Regions from separate parts of the Zea mays genome. Here region 1 is linked to region 2. A link is a contact called in public Hi-C data. All regions are on one chromosome and are shown on one strand. The core of a region is the stretch at or near the end of the contact, and the rest is flanking DNA. Distances in the headings are between cores, read along the strand shown. Region 1 holds the start of LOC103650721. Region 2 holds the start of LOC103650724 (kinesin-like protein KIN-4C).

The links. Hi-C and Micro-C count contacts between places; a contact is called where the count stands out from the background.
Region 1: a Hi-C map of leaf shows a contact between it and region 2, with 7 times the contacts expected there. The contact joins the promoter of LOC103650721 here to the promoter of LOC103650724 in region 2. A contact is called at or near these places in 2 of 25 Hi-C or Micro-C datasets (ear and leaf).

What each region holds. Positions count from the first base shown.
Region 1 is chr3:150,142,793-150,148,853 of Zm-B73-REFERENCE-NAM-5.0, forward strand. It overlaps LOC103650721, which reads right to left and starts at 1,982. Exons shown (of 1, transcript XM_008676287.3): 1 at 1,023-1,982. The coding sequence starts at 1,963. The coding sequence ends at 1,193.
Region 2 is chr3:150,288,122-150,293,962 of Zm-B73-REFERENCE-NAM-5.0, forward strand. It overlaps LOC103650724 (kinesin-like protein KIN-4C), which reads right to left and starts at 4,240. Exons shown (of 13, transcript XR_564338.3): 1 at 3,417-4,240; 2 at 3,091-3,171; 3 at 2,935-3,015; 4 at 2,778-2,849; 5 at 2,611-2,701; 6 at 2,477-2,502; 7 at 2,299-2,384; 8 at 1,619-1,678; 9 at 1,303-1,527; 10 at 842-1,203; 11 at 643-711; 12 at 192-532; 13 at 1-101. LOC100217216 reads right to left here. Exons shown (of 18, transcript NM_001359705.1): 17 at 5,223-5,841; 18 at 4,645-5,113. The coding sequence ends at 4,943.

The sequences.
Region 1 (6,061 bases), core at 732-3,231, 150 kb before region 2:
CTCATGCATACATCTATTACAGATCGAGAATTAACTAAACATCCACTATAAAACATGACAACGAGATCATTAGAAAGAATGAATCAAGCGCTATCTAATCTAATATTGGATCTCCATCCATGGCTTGCAAAGATCTCCATAGCTAGGGATGGAAAAAAGTTTGAAGCTCGCGGGTCGACTGTACATTTCTTTATTTTTTATGTTTACCATTAGCAACTAACTGAAAGTATTTAGCGTTAGTATCCCCTTCAAAAAGATGTTTATCTTTCGCACGTTCAAAGAGACAAATTTTATCTTCTCTTAAAATGGTAGTAAGTCTTTGGTCCATATAAATTTTGAGCGCAAGCTCAGTAGATGAAAGCTGGGAAGTCTTAATCTTTTTGTCTAACTCATCAAGTCTAGACATGATGCATATCTAAGTGTATTCCAAAAGCTATGTATATGAAAACATTAAAGTAACTTATAGTTTAAAACTTTTCTGCCTACCAAAAGTACATAGAATATATATGTTTTGCTGCTGAAACATTGTGCCGGGAGAGCAGAAGGGTGAAAAGCGGGCTAGCCTGCTTGTGCATTCTTAAAAAAAGCCCACGGATCCAGGTGGGATTCGGCCCGGCCGCGTTCAAAGCTGCGGCCTGCCGGAGCCGTGCGCGAGCGCCAGCGTTCGTTCACGGCCCGTGGACCAGACCATTCGCCCGCATAAGATGGCCCAGCCCACCTGTCCGATGCTCTCTTTCCGCGCAGTTTCCTTCCCCGACGCCGACCACCCCAACCCCACTACACCAAGAGACGTCAGACGGCGGGACGCGGACGCGGTCCGGTCAACCGGAGAAGACGATGAGACTGCGCTCGACGCGCCGAGTTCCTCCCTACCACGCGTGTGCGACCATTTCCTGGTCTCCCGCACGCGGCGGCGGCCATGGCCGCGCTTTGCAGCCTGCTATGCGTTTGCATGGCGTTGGCGTCATCAGCATCATCCGGTGGCTCAGTTCAATCGACAGGACGAACCATGGCAAGAGAGATAGAGAGAGAAACAAACGTTCGTTCTGGTTTGCAAATTGCAAGGAAAAAAATGCGTAGCCATCTGTACATTTTGCTGTTCGTCCTTCGTCATTCTTCCTAAATAAACGGAAATCTCCGCAAGCTAACAATTAATAACACCGACCTACGCTACGCGCGCGGATGTGCACGGCTAACGCGAGGACAGCATGGTCCTCGCCGCCAACCTCATCCACCGTGACCTACCGCGCTCGGCGATGGTCTCCAGCCTGGGCGACCACGGGCGGCTCCTGCCGGCCCCGACGAGCTGCGCGTAATGCCGCTTCAGCTCGGGCGTGCTGCACAGCTCCGCGGCCTGCTTGGCCGCCGTGTCCTTGTTGGCGCTCGCGTTCGCGCCGGCGTCGCAGGCGGTGATGAGCTTCTCGATGAACTCCGGGAGGACCCTGATGAGCGGGGCGCCGCCGTGGGCGCCCTTGACGTGCTCGAACGGGCACCCCGCGACCGCGAAGATAGGCTGCTGCTTCTTTCTGCCGTGCGATTGCGACAGCGCGGCGAGCGTGGCGGGCGTGAGCGCCTTGAGGCAGGGGAGGCGCGCGGCGGGGAGCACAAAGTAGGTGCGGCCCGGCAGGAGCTCCTCGCCCGGGGACATGGCCGGGATCGGGAGGCCGATGAAGAAGGCGTCGGCGGGGCACACGGCGTAGCCCGTGGCCGGCGGTGGGAGCTCCGCCGCGACGTCACCGGCCGTGACAATGGCGTCGTCGCCGCCGCCCGTGAGCGCCAGCTGCCTCGCCCGCCCGCCCCAGTACACCAGGCGCACCGTCGCGGACGACTCCGGCAGGTGCGGGTTCAGGCACGGCGAGAGAGAGGGGCCGTTGCCCATGTCTGACTGTGTGTAGAATGGAATGACGGATGAGATGATCCTCCACGTGCAAGAAGTGAGCTTGGCTGGCTGCGGATGATGCATGGGAGGAGAGGGGCTATATATATGTCTGTGTGTGTGATTTGGAGGGAGATTGACCAAGCTGGGGCCTGGGAGGGAAGAGATGGATTTGGTGGTGTTTCACGTGCGCGTCGCGTGCCGTGCTGGGTCAGTGGTCAAAGGTGACGGCCATTTTTCTTCTTCCTTGCGAGGACGAAGCTGGTTTGTCGTCGGTGATTGCCGACTTGGAAACAGGTGGAATAAGATGGCTGCCCAGGCTGCCCTCCGTTTTTGGGCTGGGTTGCAAGTGCATTGTTGTCATGGCCAGGCCAGCGGAGAAGGTGATGCGCGTGCGTCACGTTGGTGTTCAGTTAATTTATCGGCTCAGATAATTAGGACCGAACGCTTGCTTAATTACTCACAGGGTGTTTGATACTTTAGAGGGGTGTTTGGTTTCTAGGGTCAAATTTTTAGATGTTGTTTGGTTTCTAAGAACTACTTATTAATCTCTTCATTTTATTTCATTTTAGTTTCTAAATTATTAAATATAAAACTAAAACTTTATTTTAGTTTTCGTATTTAGCAATTTAATGACTAAAGTGGAATAAAATGTAGGGATGAAGGGACTAAAAAAAGTCCCTACAAACCAAACACCCTATTAGTCCGTCCATTTTAGTCCATAGATCATCAAATAAGAAAACTAAAACTCTATTTTAGTTTTAATATTTAAAAATTTAGAGACTAAAATGGAAAAAAAATAAAGGAACTAAAAATTAGTCCCTAGAAATCAAACACCTCCTTAATTATTTTAGACTTTAGAGACTAAACTATAGTCCCCAAAAATTCTACTACTTTTGTCATTTTTTATTTGACGCCAAATAATACAAAATTGAACTATACAAAACCTCAAATAAAAAAATGGAGGGGGTATTTAGGAAGTCTCATTTAGTCACAATGTTTACCAATTTAAGAATTAAAAATGACTAAACTTTCCGCCTTATACGACAAAAATAAAATCGAACAATACAATACATTAATACATACCACTGTTTAGAGCTACGGTTAATTAATCAAACGTTAATTCCGCAGATTAGATGAACGACGACTCAAATTCAACCAAGGAATGGATAAGGAAGGTGTATATTCTACAGAAACCAATCAGGAGATTAGATGAGCGACGACTAAAAGGAGAGACGAATGGTGAGTGCTGTTCCAATCACACCAATCAGCGCAGCCGACGCTAGCTTCCAATTTCCAGAGCAGCTGCGCTGAGCAAAACCGAGTGGAGAATCAGTCCTCGTGGAGCTCCACCGGTAGCTACAAACTTTTTAAAATTTAATCAAATAAAGTTTACTATATTACACGTGCACATTCACTTTCAAGTCTCAGCCAGACAACTCGTGTGTACTACTAGTACACCCATTTGAAAAGTTACACTTGGCTCTAGCTCTTTCTTTTAGGCCAAGTCAGCAACAGAAACCTGGCGGTTCAAATTAAGTCTCCCAAGAACATTTCAAACCCAGGGGGATGTTCAGTAAGTATCCACTAAACTCGGCGCATCACGTGTGCGTGTTCTGTTCATGAATTGTTTTGCTTATCAAATACTTTCCATAGAGAATACCTCATAATAATTTCAAGAAAGTACGGCCACCTACACCAATTTGGTAACTTCTTAAGCATGAGTTATTGGGATAGACCTAATCAACAGTCAATTCACTCAAATGTAGCCCTGCCTTTCCTTTTTGTATTGAATTATAACCAACATGTTTCCTTTTTTATTTGGATTTTCGATTCATCTTTAGTTTCATCGCGCAAAAATAAAAATTTTATCCAATTCCCTTCTAAATATTCCAAAAAAGGAAATTGAGCATTCTCCTATGGGGCGTTTGGATCCCTTTATTTTAGAGGAATTGAAATCCACTCAATAAAGTAACTTATTTAGTTTGAAATTTGACATTCCACAACTTTCCAAAATTCAGATATAAGCTTATCTCAAATTCTTGGAGTGGAGGATGAGAAATAATTTTATGCATTAGTAGAATTTGTTTCTACTCTGTAACTTATATGACACTCTTCGTCTCACTCCTCTATAGTAAAAATGTAGCATATAAATATCTCTGACATTTTGCTAATAATAGTATACAAATATATTTTTCATAAAACCGAATTAGCTTAATTGATATATGTCTAAATTACTATTATTAGAATGGAATTCAATTCTAATGATCCAAATTGGTCCATGTGCCAACATGTTTAGTTTTTTGGATAATGGAAAAGCATGTTCCAGACTTTTACATCAATGATGCATATGGCACCTTATTACAATCAATGTACTCAGGCCCAACACTAACCAAAACATAATATGAAAGCATAGTTTTTCATAGAAAAAACAAACTAAGAAGACTCAATTCTAGCATTGCATCGTCATCCATATGTTGCAAAGATGTCCATTGCCACTGCTTCTATTGCGCGAGAAACATCTTTGATGTCTTGATGCATCAACCTCTAAAATCTGAGCCAATAAGGCCTCTTGAAAATCATCTGCATAATTGAAGGTATCTGTTTTCCATTAAAAACTATATCATTACGACAGAGCTAGATTGACCAAAACATGGTTGCTACCCCTATTAATATTTATTTTTTTGTAAGAAATTCCTTTACTACTTTGCCATGTCCCTATAATATGATTAATACTAATGGGTTTTCTGTATTTAGATCAATAAAAATAATCCTCCAAACTGCTCTAGCCAAATAATAATCGAAAAAGAGATGTTGGATTGTTTCATCTTGGTTACAGAAACTACACTTGGGGCTTCATATCCACCCTCTCCTTTTCAAATTATATTTAGTAAGAATCACTCCTCTTCCTATATACTAAAGGAAAATTTTGACCTTAAAGGGAAGTTTTAGTTTGCACAGCCAGTAAGGTTGATTTGAATTTGGAGTGGTCATTAGAATATTGTACATAGACCAAACCAAGAAATGTCTGGATGCATTCACCTTCTACATAAAGAGATATCTTTCCGCCCCAACATAGATGTTGTCAACCAAAAATCAACAAGTGTTGCCATTCTATCAATCTGACCCCAACAATCGGTATGCGGAAAGTTAAATTTTGCGTTGTCTGTGGTAGCACAACTGCGACTAAGGCATTCTTCCGGCGCATAACATTATATAATTAGAGAATTGCTCCTTGAGTGGTAAACCATTAATCCAAATATCTTCCTAGAACCTAATTTCTTAGACATTACCAACTTGGAGTTGTCCCCTGAAAGTCGCCTAGAGGGGGGGTGAATAGGGCGAAACTGAAATTTACAAATATAAACACAACTACAAGCCGGGTTAGCGTTAGGAATATAATAGAGTCCGCGAGAGAGGGTGCAAAACAAATCGCAAGCGAATAGTGAAGTGAGGCACGCGGATTTGTTTTACCGAGGTTCGGTTCTCTCAAACCTACTCTCTGTTGAGGAGGCCACAAAGGCCGGGTCTTTTTCAACCCCTTCCCTCTCTCAAACGGTCCCTCGGACCGAGTGAGCTTTCTCTTCTCAATCACTTGGAACACAAAGTTCCTACAAGGACCACCACAAGATTGGTGTCTCTTGCCTCAATTACAAGTGAGTTTGATCGCAAGAAAGAATCAAGAAAGAAGAAAGCAATCCAAGCGCAAGAGCTCGAAAGAACACAAGCAAATCTCTCTCACTAGTCACTAAAGCTTTGTGTGGAATTTGGGAGAGGATTTGATCTCTTGAGTGTGTCTAGAATTGAATGCTAGAGCTCTTGTAAGTAGTTGAGAAGTGGAAAACTTGGATGCCTTGATGTGGGGTGGTTGGGGGTATTTATAGCCCCAACCACCAAACTAGCCGTTTGGTGCAGGCTGGCTGTCGTATGGTGCACCGGACAGTCCGGTGCACACCGGACAGTCCGGTGCCCCAGCCACGTCACCAAAGCTGTTGGGTTCCGACCGTTGGAGCTCTGTCTTCTGGGCCCGCCTGGATGTCCGGTGGCGCACCGGACATGTACTGTAGAGTGTCCGGTGCGCCAGCATGGGCGTGCCTGACCTCTGCGCGCGCTGGCGCGCATTTAATGCGCCGCAGGTAGCCGTTGGCGCCAGAAGGAGCCGTTGCCCCGCAGTTACACCGGACA
Region 2 (5,841 bases), core at 2,990-5,489:
AATGTCGGCGCTGTTCCGAGGGGCAGCTTCGGTGTCTCTGGCTCGGAGGGAAGTAAAGATCCAAGGACGGGTTGAACTGCTGAATTGCGCCACTTTTTAACCTGAGAACACAACAGTTGCACACAGAATGAGGTGATGCCACAATGTACATTTGGAATCCTTACAACCACAGCCTGCACCGCATTGTGCACCTGAGCCTCTGCACTGGCACTTCTTGGTCTTGCATGATGAGGCTTTTGAGCAGGAACAGCCGTCCGATGGAATAGTTTCGGGCAAACTGCACTTTTTCGTCTGAGGGCTTCTCTGGCTTTGCATCGTCTGTGTGTATTTTGACGATCCAGGTTAGGATTTGAATGGCTACACGCTCTTGACTGGTGTGTTTCTGCCTTTCCTGGTCGACTGTACCGAGTCTGAATCAGATCCATCACGCATACCCTCTAACTCATCCAACTGCTCACTGTCTGAAATGTCCATATCGTCCACCCAATTGAAGTTGTCCTTGCTATAACCAAAACGCTGGGAAGGTCGAACACTATGCATGTACGAGGAATGGTCAGACATATCTAACAAGAAAAACCGCAAAGATTGCATACTTACCACGAATATCACTAGATAAACTTGAAAACACTCAAAGAAAAATACCTGACGTGGAGCAAATCCAGTGCCATTCGACCTAGCAGATTTCTTTGAATTGTTCAATCCATTGAAAAGCTACCGATTAGTAGAAACTAGAAAGTGTTAGCATGTGCATGATCACGAAGTTATATCTAAATATTGTACACAATAATTTTATACTTTTGCGTCATCGAATTTGCACAGTACAAACTGGGAGAATCTTTACCTGCTTATTTGTGGGGAAAATATCCTATGCAATCACTTATCCTGGTGCAAGCATGCAATCAAGCGATCTGGTGCATCCGATATAGATCTAATGATGACTGTTATTTTATATTTAACCCCTTCCATCTAAAACATAGTACCTATTTTACTTTTAACCCCTTCCATATGAAACCGTTGGATCTAGATTGGATGCTCTGGATAGTTTGATTGCACGCTTGCACCAAAATGAGTGATTGCACAGGATATGTCCTCTTATTTGTGCTCCTTAGATCCGTCGCTTGTGTTTCTAACTGCCTGATTTCACTATTAAGCACAACCACCTTTTCCTTCAATTCCATAATGGTGTGTTCTTTTTCTTTACACCTAAAAGCAAAATACAGAAAATAAGAATCTGCAAACCAAGAATGCACATACATAGCATCCATCATAAAATCCTTTGAAGGGATGCAAATTATAGCATACCTTGAAGATGATGCTAACTGGAAAAGGTGGTTCATTATGTTCTCTGCCTCTGGGAGGGACCTGACATGATACCATCTACCTTTACCATTGAATACCCGCTCCCGCTCCTCTGCTTCTGATAGTTGAGAAGCCATAGACACCATAGCGCTTGATGATGAGGACATGTTCTCTAATGCTGATATCCTAAAACTTCTAGCACTAGGAGACATAGCTTGAGGACAATCACTACAGAAATAACAGCTAATAAGCGACAATTCAGAGACACTGAAACAGATCACTTAACCCCTAAAAGCAAAAGAGATGTAAATCACCAAACCTCATCTTGTGCTTTGGTTCCTCCTCCAGCTTTGCTATTTCCTTGGATATTGCTGCTCTCCTGTTTTAAGGAGGAAAAAAGAAATTTCAAACAGGGGCAGTTGTCCAAAGCTAATGTTGTACAAAATGTATAAAGAATCCACCATATTTAAATTACAGTACATATATTAATATATAAATATTATGCTGCTCAGGTTAATCATATTTCAACTACAGTTCACATATTATGTCGCTAAGGTTAGAAAGAAAAGGGGTGAATGATTGATATAGGTATATCAAGTCAGTATTTTTGGAGACAGTTAATGATGCCACGGTTTCGCCAGGAATTTGAATTTATATTATGGTTAGTGCAAAATCTTACTACTAGCCCATTATTTCTCTTCACAGAATTATGTGTTGGGAAATCAAACAGCATGGCAGAAGGAAGCAAACCTATTCAATATTTATAGTCACTGCCCTATGGATTGGCCCAAATCTAATTCTCAAGTGGTCTAACAACAAGGGAGCACAATAGCAAATTATCTTGAGTTCATATTTAATTGAATAACTACAAATCTATCTATCTCATCATAAAAAAATTGCCCAAAAATAATGCTCATACATGCATATAGCGCACCACAAAATAACGAAAACTCTAGAAGGTCAGGATCTACAAATTATCAATGCAAAACAAAGACTTACTCTTGCATTTGTCGCTGGTAATACGAGCGTAATTCATGTGCTCTTATAGTGACTTCCAGTTCATCATCAACAGCTCGCATTAAGGCCTAGTGACATAAAAATAATGTTTCAGACACGTTACAGAACACAGATGGGAAATAGTTTATTCATTCCCTAACAAAGATTTCTCGAAGGATACCTGCATCCCCGAAGCATTTCCACTGCCTGTAAAAACAAGAAACCAAAACTAGTAAAAGTATAACCAGCTAGGAATAATGAGCACACATGAAACCTAATGGTAAAAATATGAAGCCATTGGACATCACTTCCTACCATATGTCTCAAGTGATGAGTTCTTTGCTTCCAGCAACTCCATGAATCTTTTTGTAGCAGCTGCTGCTTCTTCAGTTTTCCTCTGTAAGACCTACAATTTCAAGCAGAATGGTGTAGGCGACAATCATGCTATCTTAAAGCTGAAAGAGGAAAAATGAAGAATTTACCATTTTTTGCCTCTGATTTAAAGCCAAGAGCTTGTGCATGTCATATTCATTTCGTCTCCCTTCCTTCTTGAGCTAATTAATGGATATACAGCACTATCACAACGAGATCTTTGAGAAAGAAGTTCATAAACATGATCAACATGTTAAGAACAAGTACCTGTATTACTTCCTTTTCAGGGGCAGCCTTCCAAGACATAAATTTTTCAGACTCTTGCTTGGCCTTTTGTTGAAGCTGATCCTACATGGAATGAAAGGAATATATGTCAGGAAAAAAACTTAAATCGCATTAAGAAACATTTTGAGGAAAAAACACCTTCTGAGATTTTATATGCTGAATATCTTCTTGTAAACGCTTTGCTGCCTCATCACTTTTTTGTTTCTTGAGCTCATGGACCTGCAAATGGTGTGTTCTTAGCATATGATGAGAAATGCAATGCAACAAGCATTTAGCTGAATGTACAAACCTGGGATTCAAGTGCATTCAGCTTCTGAAGATAGTTTTCTTTCAGTTTTTGAGCATTCTCATCCATAGAAGAACATACATTGGTTAATGCATGGTGAAGATTCTCTATTTCTTTCTACAAACAAGAATTCAGGGGAAAAAAGAGCATAGTGTCCGCAAGGTAAGCTAGTAAAAACCTGAAGAGCTTTATTTTCTTGTTCCAAGTCATCTAATTTCTTTTCATAATGTTGCTTGAGAACAAAAATATCACTCTTGGCAAATTGTTTCATCTCTGCCTTTTGAAACATGAAAAGGAGGTATAATTATACTCTACAAGGTGAATCAAGACAAAAAATAATGGGCTAGCAGATTGAGGATACATAACTACGTCAGTACATGTAAATTAGAAATAAAAGGCTAGTGTTAAGAAACAAAGTGGTCAAAATAGTAGAGACAGGGGACTAGTACCTCCTTTTGCTGAAGTAGCTGATCTAGTTCCCATCACCGCTTCCCTCACCCAAATTCTTCTGCAAAGCCATAGGCAACATCAAGGCTATATTGCTGGCCTCCGACTCGCCAAACGCCGCCGCCGCACCCCAGCATTACCTTTCCCATCGGTGGTTGCTAGTAAAGAATATGTGATATACTGAAGTCGATGATTGTTATGAGTTAACATTTTATCGAATATTTATATGTCGTCCGCCACAATACGCCCGGACAATTAGAATTAAGAAAATTTTGTCGAACACATGAATATTATACTAGTGTAGTTATTAACTAGTAGAGTAGCAGTAGTTGTTTATTTATAACGCTATATAATCCATCAGTTTAGACTTTGCAAGGCACATCAACCAAATCACCCCTACACCCATAAACTTCACTAAATCCACCAAACAAATTACACGCAAACTTAGCAAACCATCAAAATCAACGGTTCAGATCGTTGGATACTCCCTCTCTTATTCAAATCTAATGGACAATATTATTTGGATCATCCCTCCTCTCCCTCACCGAGACCCTATCCCATAACCTCCTCCCCACCCCCTTCACTCGTGCGGCCACCACCAACCCCTCCCCTCGTGTCGCTGATGCCGCCGTCAATCCCTCCCCTCATGTCGCTGATCGTAGTGTTAACACGAGCTATATACTAGTTTATATAGCTATTAATTTTGTTGGTAGCTAGTTAGTAGTAGGTTAGCTACTTAGGTACTTACTACTACCTCCGTTCACAAATATATGACACTGTTAACTTTTTTTCGAAAATTTTGACCACTCATCTTATTTAAAATATTTTTTTAAAAAAAGTAAAATTTTAAATCAAGCACAAACTATCTTAAGTGATCAAATAAACCATAAAAAATAAATGGTAACTCATTATTTTTTTTAATAAGACGAGTGATCTAAGTTGTTTTTAAAAAATCAACGGTGTCATATATTTATAAACGGAGGAAGTATTTATTAAGTTAGGAATTCAGTTACTATTTATTAGTTAGTAATAGTTATTTATTAAGTTTTAGTAACTTGGCGCCATATGTAGTTAGGTTATTAGTTAACTAAACACCCCCTCAGCATAGACATATCCAGGCGATCGCGAGGCCGTTGCAGGAGCTAATACGTCTCTGCTTTATTACAATATTATATACTTTCATTCACTGGCCAGGCCATTGCGTTCATTGTTGTTTCCCAAGGCTCGACGTCGACGGGTCTCCGGCACACGGCACCATCAGCTGGGGAGCTGAGACCTGTAGATGTCATGGCACGACGACGACGGCAGCAGGGGGCAGAGCCGCAGGGAGAAGGCGTACCGCGTCGGCGGCAGCAGGTACTGCTCGTGCACGCACGGCGACCAGCTGTCGTCGCCGCCCAGCCCCATGTGCCTGTGGTCAAGATGCACCTGCGAAACAAACACGAAGCCGAGAGCCATCACTCCTCCCCGACCACTTCGCAGCAGCTCGGCCGATGCCAGCCAGGAGCTCAAAAGCAAAAACAAAAAGCTTCCCCACCTCGATGTCGTCCCCCTTCACCAGCCTGTGGACGTGCGTTGCCCTGTCCAGCTCCGCGGCGCCGTAGTAGCTCGCGCTCATCTGCATCGGCGGGGAGCCGCCGTGCGCCGACGCGTACAGGCCGAGCCCGCCGGCGTCGCGGAGTGCCACCCACCTGACGTCCGCCCGCCCGCCGCACTCCACGGGGGCAATGTACGGCACGTGCAGCTCCTCCACGCTGCTCTCGTACACGCCGACGTGCGCCGCCGCCTTGCGGTCCGGGTAGCACTCGAAGGGCCCGCGCCCGTACCACGTGACGTGGCTCAGGGACCTCCCGGCGCTGAACACGACGCCCACCCGGGGAAGGGGAGGGAGGTCGCTCCTGGGGTTTACCTCGTAGTCGAGAACCACGTCGCCTGACCCGTGGATCCGGCATACCATCTTCACCCGGAAGAGAATGGACTCGGAGGCTTCGTCGTCAGGCTTGGGTAGGTGCCCGGGAACACCGTAGTAGAGGGTGGAGAACTCCACGGTGTTGTCCGGCAACTCCTTGACAGAGAACTGGCTGCTGTGGAACGAGACATTGTCGAGGAAGGCTTCTCTCCATCGCGAGTCATATGGCTTGGTGAAGAAACCTCCT